2 separate regions of the Gossypium hirsutum genome follow, and region 2 is linked to region 1. Evidence: chromatin contacts called from public Hi-C data. All regions are on one chromosome and are shown on one strand. Each heading gives the region's core, a stretch centred on a gene start, on an enhancer-like site or on the middle of the called end of the contact. The rest is flanking DNA. Distances are from core to core; before and after follow the strand shown.

Evidence for each region. Hi-C and Micro-C count contacts between places; a contact is called where the count stands out from the background.
Region 2: a contact with region 1 is called in a Hi-C map of leaf, with 5 times the contacts expected there. The contact joins the promoter of LOC107918063 here to the promoter of LOC121204598 in region 1. A contact is called at or near these places in 4 of 34 Hi-C or Micro-C datasets (hypocotyl and leaf).

What each region holds. Positions count from the first base shown.
Region 1 is chrA08:44,900,376-44,903,338 of Gossypium_hirsutum_v2.1, forward strand. LOC121204598 (pentatricopeptide repeat-containing protein At4g30825, chloroplastic) reads left to right here and starts at 1,460. Exons shown (of 2, transcript XM_041074728.1): 1 at 1,460-2,963. The coding sequence starts at 1,708.
Region 2 is chrA08:45,840,439-45,843,401 of Gossypium_hirsutum_v2.1, forward strand. LOC107918063 (50S ribosomal protein L35, chloroplastic) reads right to left here and starts at 1,484. Exons shown (of 3, transcript XM_016847568.2): 1 at 1,042-1,484; 2 at 746-862. The coding sequence starts at 1,329.

The DNA.
Region 1 (2,963 bases), core at 210-2,709:
GCAATTCTCTCACAAAATTGAAACACGAAGCGTTTAAAATCAAAATCCCCAACTCAAAAAAACGAAGCAAGCATTAAATAAAGAAAAAATCAAAGAGAAAAAGGAACACCCAAAATTTCAGTCAACGGAGAAATTAGGTAAGGTGATGAGATTTTTACCAGTCAGCCCAAACGAGAAGCGATCTGGGAGCGAGAAGAAGGCCGGAAAACGACGTTGAAAGGGTGAAAGATCTAGGGTTTTGCAGGAGAGGAGAAAGACGGAGAGAGAGTCGGGGGGGGCGGAGATTTGGGCTTAGAACAACAGACCCCAAAAGAAGGCTAATTGGACCTGAAAGGTGGAGAGTAGTTGCTGGGATGGGTGGGGATAAGGTGAAAATTGTGGGGTTTAATAAATTAAAATTTTCGAAAAAAAGAAACTACGTAAGATATCCCACTTTATTTAATTTTGGACTTTTGGGTAGGGGGAACCAATTGACTTTGATCTAATCTACCCAAGGCAGAGACAGCCCAATGGCTTGCCATCTCCCAATTTGTTCAATTCAACGCCCTTTCTTTATCCACCTTCACTCTTTTTCTAGCTGACTTGGGTTTTTGGGTGGCTTCTCATACGAACAACATTTCAACCCAATTGCTGTATAGCAAGGCCACTGTCGTTTATTCTACTAAAATATTATAATATCGGGGTTGAAGTTGAATACTTCAAGAGATTTGCCAACTTCATCCATCATATGAATGGTCTTGTTTCGTTTACTTAGACTGTAACCATTTTTGTTATCAAAATCAAAATGAATTATTAATATAATCTACAAAATTATCCCACCTTTTTTTTATTATGCTTGATAATACAAGGTAAAGTGACATAACCTCCTATATAAACATAAATTTAGTGGGTTACTTGATAGTAGGAATGTTGATCAATGTTAGTGACTTGAAATAAGTAAAAGTATGATTCACGTGTATTTTTTTCATCATTAATTTAGTCATATTTATTTACTGCTGCTTGATTATGGTTAACAAATATAAATATTTTATTATTTTTATTTATTCACTTTTTAAGATTAAATTAATAAAAGGGATTTAATTACCGGTTGAAAAATAGTTTATAATTAAAATTACCTCAGAGCTGTATTTATTTATGAGCTAAATTTTACTATTAGTTTTTATATTATATGTAAGTTGTAGATTTAATTTAGTATACTTTAATTTGATTACTTTTAGTCCTTGAATTTTAATGAATTTTAAAATTCTAGTCTTGACCAAATAATTATTAATAAATTTATTATTTTTACTATTTTTTAAAGTATGATCGATAAATATATTATTACATATACAATGCAATGCTATCTCACTATTTTCACATATTATTTAAAAAATTTAAAAATTTATTGCTTAGTTAAAATTAAACCATTTAAAAAGTAAATTAACTTTTATTTATTTATTCTGTTTGTTACTGTTGTAATGTAAACCGATTGTTTGTCATGGCTGTAAAGTAGAAAAGGAAATTTAAAAAAAAAAAAAAGAAGAAGAAGAAAAAAAGCAAGAAGATCCAGAAACGGTTATTTTGCTCCACTGCTTCAACCTCCTTTATCCCATCATCAAGGTATGCACAATAGCCTTCTCTCTACTGCTTTCTTCTTTAATTCCATTCATCCACAAAAGTGATGCATAATTTTTTCTTCAAAATCCGATAACAGTAATTATAACAACTATGGCTTCTTTGAAATTGTCCCTTTCTTGGGACTCTGTCGATTCAAAGAAACTCAGCTTCTACGTTAACCCGTCTCATTTACCTGATCAATGTTCCAGTTTTTCATTCACCAGTTGTTTTCATGTCGCAAGAGCTGCTTCCATGCTCACTTCTTTGACTAGGCTCAAACATATTAGAGTCGAACCCGCCAACGTTCCTGACCCTAACCCAGTCGATAGAGATACCCCTTTTTCTTCCGAAAATGAATTAGTGAATGAAAACCCAAAACTTGTTGAGGGCCGAAAAGGTCAAAACCGCGAGAAAGGGATAACAAGAAATGTGGGTTTCAGGTTTGGTTCCAGAAGGAACGGTAACGAAGTAGAAAAAGGAGATCTTTTCGTGTGTAGAAATAGCGGGTTGGATGTTGATTATACTGCTATAAAGCCTGACTTGAATTTGGAGCATTGTAATTCTATATTGAAAAGGCTTGAGAAGTCTAATGATGGTAATGCTTTGAGATTTTTTGAGTGGCTGAGGAGCAATGGGAAATTAGATGGAAATGTGATGGCTTATAGATTGGTTCTTCGAGTTTTGGGCAGGAGACAAGATTGGGACGCTGCTGAAATAATGGTTAGGCAAGCAAAATGCGATTCCGGCTGTGAGCTTGATTTTCAGGTTTTCAATACAATCATATACGCCTGTTCTAAAAGGGGGCTTGTTGAAATGGGTGCTAAGTGGTTTAGAATGATGCTGGAACATGGGGTTCAGCCAAATGTTGCCACTTATGGGATGCTTATGGGACTTTACCAGAAGGGTTGGAATGTTAGGGACGCAGAGTTTGCACTTTCACAAATGAGGAGTTCTGGCATTGTATGTCAGTCTGCATACTCTGCAATGATCACAATTTATACACGGTTGAGTTTGTATGACAAAGCGGAAGAGGTTATCAGCTTTATGAGAGAAGATAAAGTCGCATTGAATCTTGAGAATTGGTTGGTGATGCTTAATGCTTATAGTCAAAGTGGCAAGTTAGAGGAGGCCGAGCAGGTATTGGTTTCAATGCAAGAAGCAGGCTTTTCTCCAAATATTGTTGCATACAATACACTGATCACAGGGTATGGAAGAGCATCAAATATGGATGCAGCTCAATGTGTATTCCTGAGCATCCGGCAAGTTGGATTAGAACCTGATGGTACAACTTACCGTTCCATGATTGAGGGCTGGGGGCGAACTGGCAATTATAAAGAATCAGCATGGTATTACAGGGCTATGAAACA
Region 2 (2,963 bases), core at 234-2,733, 940 kb after region 1:
CCCAACAAGAACATAGGCTCATTATTTCTAATATAGATTTTCTCTAAGAGACATTTGACTCTTTTCTTGATACGAGATGAAAAATGGACCTAGGATGGCAGACAGCATATAGCCTAAATGGGGTAGCAATTAAAACAATTATTCCTTCAGGAATATTTGCTCTCTCTGGATAACTTAGAAACTAAAAGAAAGTAATTTGAAGCCTGTCTGATTGAAAATCTTGAAATGCCAAGGCAGAGCTCATCTACATATCCAAACCACACTGGTAAACTGTATTAGAGCCAAGAGACAGAATAGCAGGACTAAATTCCTATTCAAGTTGGGGAAACCAGAAGAAGGGGAAGATCCACCAAAACTTGGGAGATTTTTTTTTTTTAGAAAAAAGTGAGCCTCATTCTAAGACTTTCAAAAGTAAAAACAATAATTATTCAGTTTCCTTAACGAATTTTCTCATTGCAATGTCTTATTGGCTTTCTTACATCCCACCAACCACTCCTTGCAGTTTAAGTTTTATTTGTTTGACACAAGATAACAGTCATGATAAGGAGCTTGGAATTAAGAAATTAAAAGTATAAGCTACAAATCCATATCCCACAGTTGCTTATCCCTTCTATGCAAGAACCAAAACGCAGCATTAATTTGGAGGAATTAGCAGTCAGGCTATCTAAAAGATAAAAGGATTTTAATAATTATTAATAATAATAACAAAGTAGAATCTGAGGCGAAAAGGGGAAAAAAGACTGACCATTTTGGAGAGGCGCAATTTACGCTTGGTGTTCTTCTTAGCCAACAAATGCTGCTTCCCAGCTCTCCTTCTTACTATTTTCCCTCGTCCTGTCACCCGGAATCGCTTTGCTGAAGCCTAATAAACCATATATATGACAACATGGTATCCATTAGAAAAGCAAAGCAAATAACTAAATCTATTCATAAAATTTTTTAAATTTGCTGAATTCTAAAAATGTGGATTCTTTTGGCACAAGTTTTCCTGGATATGGCAACCAAATTCACTGGAAGCAAAGAGAAGAAAGAGAGAAGTACCTTGTGGGTTTTCATTTTGTAGCCTTTAGCCGCAAAGACAGTGGGGGATTGGAGTGTTTGGGGGGCAGGGGCGAAAGCGGGAAGGGCCTGGGAAGCAAAGGAAGGAAAAGCAGAGATGGTTTGAGAGGAACTGAGTTTCAAGGCTTTGCCCACCTTGTTGAATTGGAGGAGTTGGAGCGAGCCACGAGGAAGTCGAGTGGATGAGAAGGGATGGGGATGGGGATGAGGATGAGGATGGGGAATGGGTAAAGTAAGAGAAAGAGTGGTTAAATTGAGAGAAGAAGCCATTGAGGAAGAATGAAATGAATGTGTTGAAGCTAAGGATGTTATTATTGTATGTGGGAAAGTAGTAGATTAGGATAGAACCGCAGAAAACTGCCGTCTCAGACGTTGCGTCCTCATGGATTGCCATGCTGCTGCGGAATATTCGCCATTTGTTTGTGGCCTTAGTTCTTTTGAATTTATTTCCTAATATGTAATAAGAAAATTTGGTTAACAGCTTGGGTACATTTTGATTAACAGCTAATTAAGCATGTTTAGAAAAAAGAAATCATGATAATACAAATAAAATGAATTAATGATATCAACCACCAATCTCAAATAAATCTATTTTCTTACTTCATCACTTCAAACAATCAATACAAACTTTTATATTCCCTCTATACTTTCAATTAAAGTTCTAAATTTGGAAATGGAAACAAAGAAAAGATGTTTTTTTTTTGTTAATATATAATTTATGCTCTAAATTTGCTCAAAAATATTTAATTGGTATCTAAATTTTTTTGAGTTTAGTTGATACTTGAACTTGCATTTTATCACCCATATTAATATCTCTACACTAACACTATTAGTTTATACTAATGTAGTACTGATGTTCAATCCAATGGTGAATGGTGACAGCCTCAGTATACCATGTACTGAAAAAAATAAAAAAAATAAAACTTTAAAAATATATTAATTAATGAAAAGTATATTTTTTTATATCAATGATGAACGTGGATAAATTGTTGTCCTGACACATTTGAATTTGGACAATCATATATTTAAATTCATTTTAGATGTATTTTTAGTAAGTTTATACGTTTTTTATTTATAAAATAACAAGTTATTTATATTATTATAAAATTAAATATATATAATTTTAAAAAAATAAAAATATAAAACAAAGTTTTTACTTCTACAAGGTTGTCTAAATTCAAATGCATTTGATGTTTTCTTATTTATTGTGATGTATTCATTTATGGCGACTTATTTATCCTTCATTTGTAAACTTTTTTTAGTACATTTTATTTGTAAACTTTATAATTATCTTTTTATCTAATATTTATATTATATATAAATGGATAATGTATAAAAATTGTCACTTAACTATTAAGTTTGCTCTATATTTAATTTTTTAATGTTTTTAAATTTTATCAATTTGATTTTAAATTTAAAAAAATCATCAAATTTAGCCTTTAATATTATAAAATTTATCATTTTAGTCATAATTATTAAAAAATATTTTAAAATTTTAAAACTTTGAAAAGTAAATATAAAAATATTTTTAAAATTTTTTGTACTCAAAATGACTTTCAATAATATCTTTCACATTGTTCTTTGGCTCATTCAATTAATGTAGTTGGAATTATTAAATGTCATGGCCTCGATATCAATCTCTCTATAGTGCTTGAACTATAAATGATTAAGGCATGAAAACACTAAAGCCTGAAACTAGTACTATTTTTTCTCAAAAATAATGTTGTCAGAGTTGATATCTTCAATCCCACCATTTTTCTCAATTTATAAATTTGTTAATTTTAAACTTCTGTCTAAGTTTAATTAGGCATTTTAATTAACTGTTCTTGAATTTATAATATTTTAGGGTGAAAAACCTTAAGTTCACTTTGATTTTTTTCATTAACATTTTTTTTAGCCATGTT